Regions from separate parts of the Gossypium hirsutum genome. Here region 1 is linked to region 2. A link is a contact called in public Hi-C data. All regions are on one chromosome and are shown on one strand. The core of a region is the stretch at or near the end of the contact, and the rest is flanking DNA. Distances in the headings are between cores, read along the strand shown. Region 1 holds the start of LOC107934318. Region 2 holds the start of LOC107934310 (FT-interacting protein 3).

Region 1 (6,335 bases), core at 1,913-4,412, 220 kb before region 2:
AAATTTAAATTGTAATTTGAAAATTTTATTCCCACCATCCATTTTTATACCAATTATAGTCTAATACTTTTTATATACAATGAGGTTGAAAATATTAAAAGAAGATATGAACTTTTTTATTTCAAATTTGTTGCTATATTTTTATAAAAGATTTACATTCAATTAAAGTTTTTAAATAATAGTCAACAGTTATATATGGTAGATTATTATAATGATAAATGATATTTTATAAGTTATATCGTATGGGAATTGTTTTTTTTTTTCATTGTATTGCTATAGTGTGTGTATATATGATGGTAAACTACATCCAAGGTTATTGAACTATTAGTAAGTTTAATTTTGGCTACTCAACTTTAAACAGTTACAAACAGACATCGAGTTATTCAAAAGTTTTCATTTAATTCATTGAGTTATTAAATTTTTCTTTTTTAAGTTCAACTTGCGAGCTTTAAGTAACAATTTGATAAACAGTACGATGGAATAGCATCTATCAATGAGTAGAGACAATTCCTTAGATCCAAAACGATTTGACACCCAAAGTTGGGAATAGAAGAAGAAATTTTTTCGAATTTTGATTCACAAATTCGTGACGTTCAAAACTGATTTATAAAAAAAAACTAAACTATAGAAGAGGAAAGACTAGAGAGCTTTCGATGAATGTTGGCAGTGTGAACGGAAAAAAGTCATATAGCGACAATTTTATCAATTCAATGACTTAAATGAAAACTTCTAAATAATTTAATTACCGTATATTAAACTTTAATTAGGTAATAATATATTTAGAGCTAATCTAATTTTGAATTTATAAAAATTGAAAAGTTTTTATTTTACTTTATAAAAAGTAAAAATAGACAAGTTAATCTATAATTTTGTTGCACCTTACCCGACATCTTTGAGTGGCAAACAAATTAACAAAAGACAATAAATGAAACAAATTAGCAATTCAAGTTCTTGTTATTACTTATAATTGAATTAATTTTTGAATTTGTATAAAATACGAGATCAGTTTTTATAAATTAAAGTAACAAAATAAATTTTCAATTTTAATAAAGTACGAAGGATTTATAATTACTGAGGAATAATTAAAAAGATTAAATCTTGCCAATTGAATCTTAACTCGATTAGCATCGATATTATTGTCAATGTAGAAAGATGTGGATTCAAGTACACAAAAACATATTATTCTTCTATTTATAAGTTGAGAAAGGACAAAGAATTGTTTTAAAGATTGCATCAAAAACAACAAATATAATAAGAACTTATAATTGTTTAAAAAAAAGGTTAAATCATTTTTTTGGGCTTGAACTTGAGAACTATATCAAAGTACGATTTTTTTTTCAAGTTTAGCATTAAACTTAGCAATTGTTCTCGACTTAAACTTTTTTTTGTCAAAATTAATCCATAATATTTCAAACCTCGACATGGGAACAGTTATCAAGTTCAAGTCCCAATATAAAAAACAATTACCAAGTTTAGAGTATAAATTCGACAAAAAAAAATTCAAACCCCAATATGAAAATAATTACTTAATTCAAACCAAAATGTTCATGCTTCAAAATAGTGATTTATCCCTAATTAATACTATTAGAGCTCAACAATAAAGTGTTTAAAGTTGCAATCTTGAAAAGATATCAAACTCTAAAACTAGTACCAAAAATGTAGATACCTTACTAAAAAGGCTAATCTTAACAAATAATTACATCGAAAACAGCTCTTACATTTTAAGAAGACAATCAAAGCCCCTAGTAGAATTGAGAAACAAAAATACTACTAAATAAAAAAAGAAAGCACTTCATTACAGAAAGCTCCCTTGCGGTACAGACATTGAAATCAGTATCTTCAAGTAATTACACCATAACCATACCTGCAATGGTGGAAGGAGAAAAAAAAAAAACACACGAGTAGAGTAAGCCTTTCATTTCGAAATCTAGATTTCGTCAATTATGAAAATAAAGCTTCATTGGATCAACTAATTTTCTCTTTTTCAAAGCAGGGTGTATAATGCCATTGCAAGACTCTAGCTTCTCAATCCTGGAAATGCAAACTTTCATCCGTTTCAAAACAACCGGCATTGCTGAAATGTTACTCGAAATTTTGCCTTTAAGTGATCGTATCTTCTCTTCCGCCCTTTGTTCGTCATCTGATTTCATCTCTTTTGAATCTATAAAAATAAACAAAATCTAGGTCAATTATGGAGAAAAAATTATTAAGTCCCAATTCCAAAAATCTTATAAAATTGAAGGGTGTAACTCTACCTGCATTATTTTGTGCTGAAGGTCCAGGATCCGACCCATCATCAATGCCGGGCAAATCGGGTCTTTGAGCGGAAAGAATTGAATCGAGAGTCGTCTTAAGCTGATCTGGAATAGTAGCTCTATATTCTAGAATCTTCTCTGCCATTTCCTTCACATCTGATTGCAGCTCCTCCAAGTCCTCTTCGGAGTCGGGTTCCGATTCGGCCCGTCCATTGCCAATGCGGGTCTCTAGGGTTTTGAGCTTGTTGTTCAGAGCCATCTATCAGAGAAGATTAGATTTTATTTGCAGAGACCCCTTCTTCTTTTGGGAACATTAGGGATTTGAAATTTGAAAAGTTCGAGCGTCTTTTGAATCTTTTGATGTTGAACCTGAAGCTCTGTACGAGCTGTTAGCCCCCACTTGGGTCAGCACAACGTCGTCGTATAAACTTGGTGCAACTAGACCAACTCAACGGCGTCGTCTGAAGGCTTCCTATATACGCCGTTAACAATTTAACACTAAACATACTAGTTTAGGTCTAATGATGATTGCAGTCCCTCTACTACTCTAAAAATTAGATTCTAATCTTCATATTTTAGATTTTCTAATTTTAGAATTTAAAGCTTCCTTAAGATTATAAGTAAATCCAAATTGTTGATAAACACCATTTAGTAAATTCAAATTGATAAACACCGTTAATAGTTGCCTATTGTCTTAAAAAATCCAATAAATAGTGTTCAATTAGTCTAAAGCCGAATCTCAAAGCTGGGTTTTCTTTTTTAAATGATGTACTATTAGCCATTTGAACCTACCAATAATATTGTAAGAGTAGAATGACTAAATTATGCCAAATCAAAGTAGAAAAACTGAATCCCAAATTTCAACATAATAAGGGGTCTAAAACCATAATTAGATCACTAAAATCAGGCTATTTGTAAAAATATTGTTCAATTTTGCCTGTGCCTGCATTGAACAACTACTAAATATACAAGCATTTTACTCATCTTAAGGATTTGGGACTCAGATAATAAATTAGTACTTTTTCTTTTTCATTTTAAGAAAAAGACATGATTTGTCTTTCATTTGCTAAATATATAATATAAGCATTTTAAATGCAATAAAAATATTTATTTTAAAATAGTAAGTATTTTAATATTACTAGCAGTAAATAATCAAATGACCGCCACTGAAATTCCTTCTTCAAAAGCAATATGTACAAAGTACACACTACTAGTACTGCACAAACACAAAATTCCCTGTTGAAAACTCAAAAGGGACAAAGGAAGCTTGGCCTCATACAACAATTTTCAGGCATTCCCTAATGTAATAATAACCATAAAAAAGCCTTATTCAATAGTCAAACCTCATCACTGCTCGATCTTGTATCCTATGGATGGAGTATAGACCTACGGGTGTTCTTTAGCGTTGTTGTTGGAACTCTGCGAACTTCCTTGATGTTCTTCCCTCGATGATCCCACGATAAACTCTTTCAGTGAAGTTTGTGCTGATAGTATGCTCTTCTTGATCTGCACGTGAATATCATTTCAATAGAATCGCAAACAAATGGAGAGGAAGCCAAATTCTAAAACGGCCTTAATGAATACTGATAATACAGCACACAAATACATCACAACATCAGTCAAATCCCCAAACGACCCCAAACAAAGAATGTAAAGATCAAGCATCCAGTTCTCCAAATACCAGATCCTTGTTTCTTTCATATCCTAATTCCTATTTCCTTTCTTTTATCATTCTTCTTCCCTTGGACCATTATCATTCAAACTTAACAAGCGAAAAGCCGATTCATCAACAACCAGCATGCTACACACAACAAACATAGGAGGCAACAAAATTTATGCCTAACAAAGTTGAGAAATTTGGAGTATTTATGAAAGTAAAGAAATTATAGAGGCGTGGGCTCCATGGAATTAGAGAAAACAAGTATTAGGAGAATAGAAAAAGATTAGATTTACAAGCATATTAAAACATAGGAAGCTTAGCGCAGCTAATGTACAGGAGACCAATTACATTTTACAATATTCTATCAGCCAACATCTTACAAACTAAAAAACTTGCTTTTAAGAAGCCAAAGCCCAAAACACGAAAGCAATTAAGGTTACCCTACATGTGAAATATATATATCATACAGCAACTAGAATCGAAACTCGAAATTACTACTCTATGGGAGACAGTATTGCTTAATCATTCGTGTGCTGTCCATGATGATGAAAAAATCATCAGACTTCCTAATTTCTCAATAATTGCATTTGTAAAGTGTAACATAAATCATGAGAAAGTATCTTTTTTCAACTTCCAAAATTCACATAAAAACTCTCAGTTCCAGCATCTAAGTTCTTTTCTTATATTTCTGGACTTCATTCTAAAGGGGTTAGTTGCCATCCTATCCTGCCTATAACTGATTAAAATTTCTTCAACTAGAAGGTCCAAACCCCAATCTTTCAGGTTTTAATTATTTCATTTTCTTTTGAAAATGAATGGGATTTGAAGTTTATACTTTTTTTTTCAAGACCCCTTGGGTCTAACTAAATCCAGAGTTGAACCAAGTCAAATCCGTAAACATGGGCGAACTTAGCAATGTTTTCTCCTCCGCATGACTCCAATCCGAAACGAGATTGAGCTACTGACTACTCGACCCAATAGGTTAATACCTAACATGTTCAAATTCATTATCATTTATTATAATTCTCCACACTAAATATGAATGTAGAACCTAAACCATCAAATTGATGAAAACCCACAAAAAATAATATGACCCTTATCCTAGGCTGCAGCAGATAAGAAAAAATTGAAAACCCGAAGATTGGCCTTTGAAACCGAAACAATAGTAAAGAGTAGAAGATACTTACAGGGTCGAGAGCATTAGGTTCAGGGCCATAGTCAGCGGTTAAAAGGAAATAAGAGGCAGTAACAGTAGCCACCATGGTGATCCTCCTCACCATCTTGTCTGCTTGGGGATTCATATTTTCCGTATCATCAAATATGGTTTTTTGGTTCTAGCCAAAAAGAAAACGTTTTCCTTTTCTTCTCAATTTTGTTTTTTGGGCTTAGTTTATGGAAGGTTTTCGAAAGGTCTCGGAGGTTTTGACGGCAAGTTGCTATTAATTTTAGGGTAAACTACACAATTAGTTACTAAATTAGGGGTATGTTTTTGTTTTGGTCACTTAACTAAAAAATATTATAATTTAATTACTAATCTATTCGAAAGTTTTTATTTAAGTCAATGAAAAATTTAAAAGTTTTTATTTAAGTCACTGATATGTTAAGTTTTTTCTTCTTTTTTTTAATGTTCCATCGATGATCGATCGATTTGGTGGATCAGTACCCATCGACAAGCAGAAGAACATACTTTAGATACAAGTCGGTATGACAATCAGTGTCGGAGATAAGAGAAAAAAGTTATTTGAATTTTAGTTTGTAGATTCGCGATATTCAAAACTGTTCATGATAAAAAAAATTGAACTAAAGAAGATAATGGGAAAGAAAGCTTTCGACTGGTGCGGGTAGTGCAAACATGGAAAGTCATATAGCTTCGATTTTAACATCTTAGTGACTTAAATGAAAACTTTTGAATAGTTTAGTGATCAAGATTATAACTTTTTTGTTAAATGACTAAAATGAATATTTATCCATATTTTAGTGACTAATGGTGTAGTTTTCCCTTAATTTGATTGGTGAATTTCAGAAATGACCCTCCATCCTTATTTTTCGGTTTAATTCTAAACTTTACTCAAATTCTTTTATTCTAGTACCTACATTTTTTTATTAGAAAAGTGATATTTAAATTACACTTAATGCACAAATTGCCCCTAAAGTATCTTAGTTTTCTTTGCTTCAGTTACATGATTTATCTCAAAATGTTAACCCCGTTAAAAAAACCCGGTCATCTCCTCCAATCAATTATAAATGGTCACATGGTGCATTCCGGTAAATACATCTAAAATTGTAGAAAATATTTTAAAAATGTAAAAATCATAAATATATATATATAAATGTAAAAAATTAAAAGGTATTCAAATTAATTTTTTAAAATGTAAAAACATATAAAAACAAATTATAAAAATATAAAAAAATATAAAAAT
Region 2 (5,946 bases), core at 278-2,777:
TTGCCATTTTTCTCTTTGGAAATTGACTTCGGGACTACATCCGGTTCCATGGCTGGAAGTGGATTCGAAGGTTTTATCGAAGGATCATCAGTAACAAACACTTTCAAACCAAGCTCTCCTTTCGCACGGGAGAAAATGCTTCGTTTCTCAAGAGGGTAGTGCAAAACAACCGCATCGGAGTAATTCACGAACGATGGTGCAGTGAGTCGAACCTTCCCAAGACAAGTCTTCGCGTTGTTTGCTTTGTTATGGTTGTAAACAAAAGCTTCAAGTGGGAGGCTTGACAACTTGTTTGGATCCGATACATTGAAATAGAAACTCTCGTTCCATACCGGATTGAGATCTTTCTCTTTAGTAGTGGTCCGGCATCTCTGGCCATCGAACTCGAGCTCCACAAAGGCACAGAATGATCCCTGCCCATCTTTGGCTAACAGGTCATGCGCCCCCACCACCTCCACCCCCAACTTGAGACTACTCATAGTTTGTATCAATCAAACCGGAACCAGAAATCACTTTATTGACTATCGATAATTGAAGTCGATCAAAATAATACCTGAAATAAAAAGAAAACTAACAGTTTAACAATGATAATTCATGTATGAATTTAAAACAGATGAATTTCAGTCCCTCCATGAACAAATAAGCAAGCAATATCGAAAGGATATAAGCACTGAAAATGCAAAAAAGCGCAAAACACAACAAATTAATACAACAAGAACCCAGTATAATGAGAATTAGCATGAAACTGCAATGAATTTTTTTATATATAAATAAATATTTTTTTCAATTTAAATTCTCCAAATTCTTGACAACCAAGCAGTATATAATCTGTAATTTTATCATGTAAAATTATGAAAAAGGAAAGTTGAGATTCCAGCCAGAGATTAAAAAGGGGAAATAATTCCATGAATTTTTTTCTCATACTAAAGCAAGATTCTGAGAGAAAGATACCATACTTTAGTTTCACATCAGAATATATATATACACACACATAGGATCTTTTTGATCCTTTTACAAAATCAAAGCTCAGTCCATGTTTCCTTCTGGGAAACAATTACTGGGTTTTTTTTTGTTATTTAAGAAACTTATGGCAAAAACTTTCCTCTATGAAAAGCGTCTATTTTTTTTTTAAAGTTTGAAGAAAGAAAAGGAAGAATCAGCTTACTTTTTTCAGGTTTCAAAGAACACCCAACAATCAGATACCAAGAGTAGAAAAAACCCCGAATACACAATAAAAATAAAATAAAATCATCGAACAAGAAGAAAAGAATTTAAGGGAATTTAAAGAGATTAAAAACAACTGACCTCTGTTTTAAAAGCTGAAAGCTCTGTTAGGAAAGTGAAAGGAAGCTTGAAAGGAGTGTATATGATAGCATCTATGAAACTTAGGAGAGAAGGAGATTAATTTAAAAATTTAGAAATAAAATACAGTTTGACCGAGAGAATATTAGAGAGTCGTCTAAAACGAGTAAAATGAAATGTTTTTTTCTGAAGATGATGGAGATAAATTAAAGAAAAATCAAAACGAAATAAGAAGAGATTCACTGTTTAAATTTAATTATCAGTTTCCAACTTTCCTTTTTTCCCTTTTGGTTAAATTTCACGAAAGTCCCTGTAACATTCTTGGGAAATTTAGTTTATGTGCTAAAATTTGTCATTTTTAACCTTTTACTTTTTCAAAATGTGTATTTTTTAAATTTTATTAAATAATTTCACTTGGATTATTTTTTAAAATATATGATGCTGCGGCATGTATACTTTGCAATTATTTTTTAGTTTTGGATAAATATTATACAGTTTTCTCTTTTCTTTAAACGTGTAAAAAAATTGTTACCATATAAAAAATATCAAAATTTATATGCCAAATCATCATATTTTTTAAAATTAAACCATTCCAAATTATCTGACAAAATTAACAAAAAAATAACCACCTATTTCGAAAATATAGGATCAGAAAGGGTCAAATTACAATAGAAGGATTAAAAATGAAAAAAAGGTATAAAAAAGGGACTTTCAAGAAATATCGACCTTGTTTTCACTTCTAATCTTATACGACAACGATACGGGTGTTGACGTTTTTTTTTCTTTTTAATACAATTTCAACACTCTTGAATGTGCTCGTTATGGCACGCGCTGTACTTTATTGACACGTGTGGTAATTCTTTTCAAATTGCATGTCGATGTCGTCTTTAGTTGACTGTTCTTTAATTTAATTTAGCGTGTTTTTCAAATTATTTTGACAACTTAACTGAAAATTAGATGATTGGTTCAAAAAAAAAATGAATATATGAATTTGTTACATTGTTCATTAATGTTTTTACGAAATGAAAAGTTTTAACTCTTTATTTTATTAAATTTTAGGGGTATAATTAGGTATCAATTAAAATAATTTATCAATTGGCCAGATAAATGGTTTTAATGTATTGCTTTTTATTAATAAAAATAATTATTTTTTAAAAAAATGAATTTTGTTGTGGGCTTTCCTCCTCCATTCATTTTCCAGATTTTATTTAGTTGATCAACAGGAAATTAAAAAGCAAAATAGAATAAAGCAAAACTTTTTGGTTCAAGGACTAGTATTCATGCTTTCCTTATTCAATGTGCTAACATTTAATAACACCAGCTAATTAGTTTTGGGAAATAAAAATACAATTATTTACAGTAAAAGAGGAAAACAAATTTGAAATTCATAACTTAGTATTCTATCCAAAAAAATTCCTAAATTAGTCAAACTTGATTTTATTATGTACAAAACAACTTAAATGAGTAAAATTGTTCTCATGTAAAATTAATTAGGGATTTTTTTTTGCATATTTAAATATGTACAGAATAGTTGAATGAAAGTTTAATAATAAAAAATTATAATTTTTTTATATATATTTGGTTGATAAAATGTAATTATATCGTAATTCGTTATGCCATATTTGTAGTATAAATTATAATTATACAATTATATAATTTATATAAAAAATTATTAGTATGATAAAAAATAATTTTTAAACATGTAACAAAAATTAAAATCAAATCATCATATGTATTATGCCAATATAAAAAAAGTAGTTGATATACGATTACTAAAAAAATAGCAAGAAAATAAACATTATATATAACTTTATCTAACTGTTCTCGTGCATATTTGTCGGATTAGTCCATCTTTAATATTTAACATGTGCTCTTTATTATCATTTCGACTTGAATCTACATCATTAAGATTATCAAGATTTCTTTATTCCAAATACTCTTTGTTAGAGCTAAGTGACTCGAATCCTTGTTAAAATAAAATAAAGTGGTAAAATAAAATAAAAGTAAAATCCATATAGAACTATACTTTTTATTATTATTTTACATTAATTAGAATAAGATTTTTCAACCTTACTACACTTCATCTATTTGACATTGATTAGAATAATGTTTTTTCAACCTATAAATAAACTCCTCTTGTATCATTCGAATTCGAAATTAGTGAATTTTCTTCTCCTCTGCTCGTAATTTTTTTCCCGAAAGGGTTTCCACGTAAAATCTATGTGTTCTTCTTTTTTCTTTCTTTTTTTTGCTTTGCGATCGTTCTATATTGTCATTATCGATGTTAGTTCTACAAACTGGTATCAGAGTTTTTCGAGTTGCTTGTCTCGATCACAGTAATAGTGACAATGAAGTATGATATTCCTCTGTTGGATCGCAACACTAGATTTGCGTTGTGGCAGGCAAAGATGTAGGCAATTCTTGCGCAAATGGATTTAGAGGATGCCCCACTAGGGTTAGATAAGATGATTTCAACATTGACAGATGAAGAGAAGAGATGTAAAGATCGAAAGGCTTTAACGCAATTATAACTGGATCTGTCTAATGAAATTTTACAGGGTGTGCTGAAGAAGACCACCACTTCATTATGGAAGAAGCTTGGGCAACTATGTAAGTCGAAAACCCTAACTAGCAAGTTGCATATGAAGCAACATATTTATGCTCATCGTTTGGAGGAAGGTGCGTCTGTGCACAAACATTTAATCTTGTTTAAAGAAATTCTCTCAAACTTAGAGGCCATGGAGGTTCAGTATGATAAAAAAGATTTAGGGTTAATTCTACTTTGTTTGTTGCCCCCGTCTTATCCAACCTTTAGAGATACAATTTTGTATAGCCGAGAATCTCTTATAGTTGATGAAGTCTATATTTCCTTAACTTTGTATGACAAGATGAAACATCTTGTGGTTGGATCTAACTCTCAGAGAGGGGTCTCATTATTCATGGAAGACAAGAATGACATACTGATGATAATCGTGGGAGGACATAGGAATGAAATCCTTGCAGTAAATCTAAGGGTAGATCGAGATCTTCAAGTAAAGGTAAAACTTGTAACTTCTGCAAGAAGAAAGGGCACATTAAGTATGAGTGCTATAAGTTGCAGAACAAGATCAAAAGGGAGGCTGCGAATCAAAAAGGAAAATAACCAGAACAATCCAGTGAAGCTGATGTAGCAGAAGACTATAGTGATGGTGAACTTCTAGTTGCTTCTGTAGACAACTCTAAAGTGAGCGAGAAGTGGATCTTCGATTTTGGTTGCACGTTCCATATAAGTCCCAATTGGGATTAATTTACAACATACAAAACTGTGTCTGAAGGTGTTGTTTTGATGGGAAATAATGCTTCATGTAAAATCGTAGGTATTGGCACGATCAAAATTAATATATTCAATGGAATCATTAGAATACTTACTGGCGTACGACATGTACCAGAATTGAAGAGGAATTTGATTTTGTTGAGAATTCTTGATTCAAAAGGGCACAAGTACATAGTTGAAAGTAGAGTTCTGAAGATTAGCAAGGGCTCCCTCGTTGTGATGAAAGGGTAAAGAAAGACTTCCAAGTTATATGTGTTACAATGTTTAACTTTTATTGGTGATCCAGCTATCGTTTCCTCTTCCTTGTCAAATGATGATGTTACTAGACTTTGGCATATGTGTTTAGGATATGAGTAAGAACGACATGGAATAATTGAACAAAAGAGGACTTCTTGATGGATAAGGCATTAGTAAATTGAAGTTTTGTGAGCACTGCGTTTTTGGGAAGTAAAAGAGAGTTCGATTCACCAGAGGAATCTATAACACGAAGGGAACGATGGACAATATTCATTTTGAACTTTGGGGACCATATAAAGTGTCTTCGAGGGGTGAAGCTAATTATATGTTGGCAATCATTGATGATTTTTCCAGAAAAGTTTGGGCATTTTTCTTAAAGCAAAAAAGTGATATGTTGCCCACGTTTAAGAATTTGAAAACTATGATCGAGAAGCATACAAGAAAATAGATAAAACACCTTCGCACAGATAATGGTTTGGGATTATGTTCTGATGAGTTTAATGAATTATGCAAATAAGAAGGAATCATGAGACACTTAAAAGTTCGTCATACTCCACATCAAAATGATATTGCAGAATGAATGAATAGAAAAATCATGGAAAATGTTCAATACATGTTGTCAAATGGTCATTTACTGAAGTCTTTTTGGGCTGAAGCGACCTCTACAATATGTTTTTTGATTAACTGATCTCTATCCATTGCCATTGAGAAAAAAAACTCCAAAAGAGGTATGATTTGGTATTCCTAGTGATTATTCTAATTTGAAGATTTTTGGGTGTCCCGCGTAAGCTCATGTCGATAATGGGAAATTAGAGCCTATATCTATTAAATATTTTTTTCTTGGTTATAAAGTTGATGTTAAAGGATATAAGTTGTAATTAGTAGAGATGTTATTTTTTATAAAACTGCTATGTTGCCTAACTTACCTCTTAAAGACTCTTTCAATAAAGACCAAAAAAGTTCAAACACACATGTGAAGCAGGTGGAGTTTCAGATTGATCCAGGATCTAAAATAGAGTATACTTCTTAGGTTAAAATAGAAACTCAGAGTAGAGTTGCTTCTTTACGACAATCAGCACCACAATATTCTATTA

The links. Hi-C and Micro-C count contacts between places; a contact is called where the count stands out from the background.
Region 1: a contact with region 2 is called in a Hi-C map of leaf, with 2.8 times the contacts expected there. The contact joins the promoter of LOC107934318 here to the promoter of LOC107934310 in region 2. A contact is called at or near these places in 11 of 34 Hi-C or Micro-C datasets (callus, hypocotyl, leaf and 1 more).

The regions. Positions count from the first base shown.
Region 1 is chrA08:104,484,157-104,490,491 of Gossypium_hirsutum_v2.1, reverse strand. LOC107934318 reads right to left here and starts at 3,162. Exons shown (of 2, transcript XM_016866720.2): 1 at 2,256-3,162; 2 at 1,697-2,161. The coding sequence starts at 2,514. The coding sequence ends at 1,938. LOC121202932 reads right to left here and starts at 5,346. Exons shown (of 2, transcript XM_016866722.2): 1 at 5,103-5,346; 2 at 3,405-3,761. The coding sequence starts at 5,216. The coding sequence ends at 3,642.
Region 2 is chrA08:104,264,142-104,270,087 of Gossypium_hirsutum_v2.1, reverse strand. LOC107934310 (FT-interacting protein 3) reads right to left here and starts at 1,527. Exons shown (of 2, transcript XM_016866693.2): 1 at 1,306-1,527; 2 at 1-553. The coding sequence starts at 479.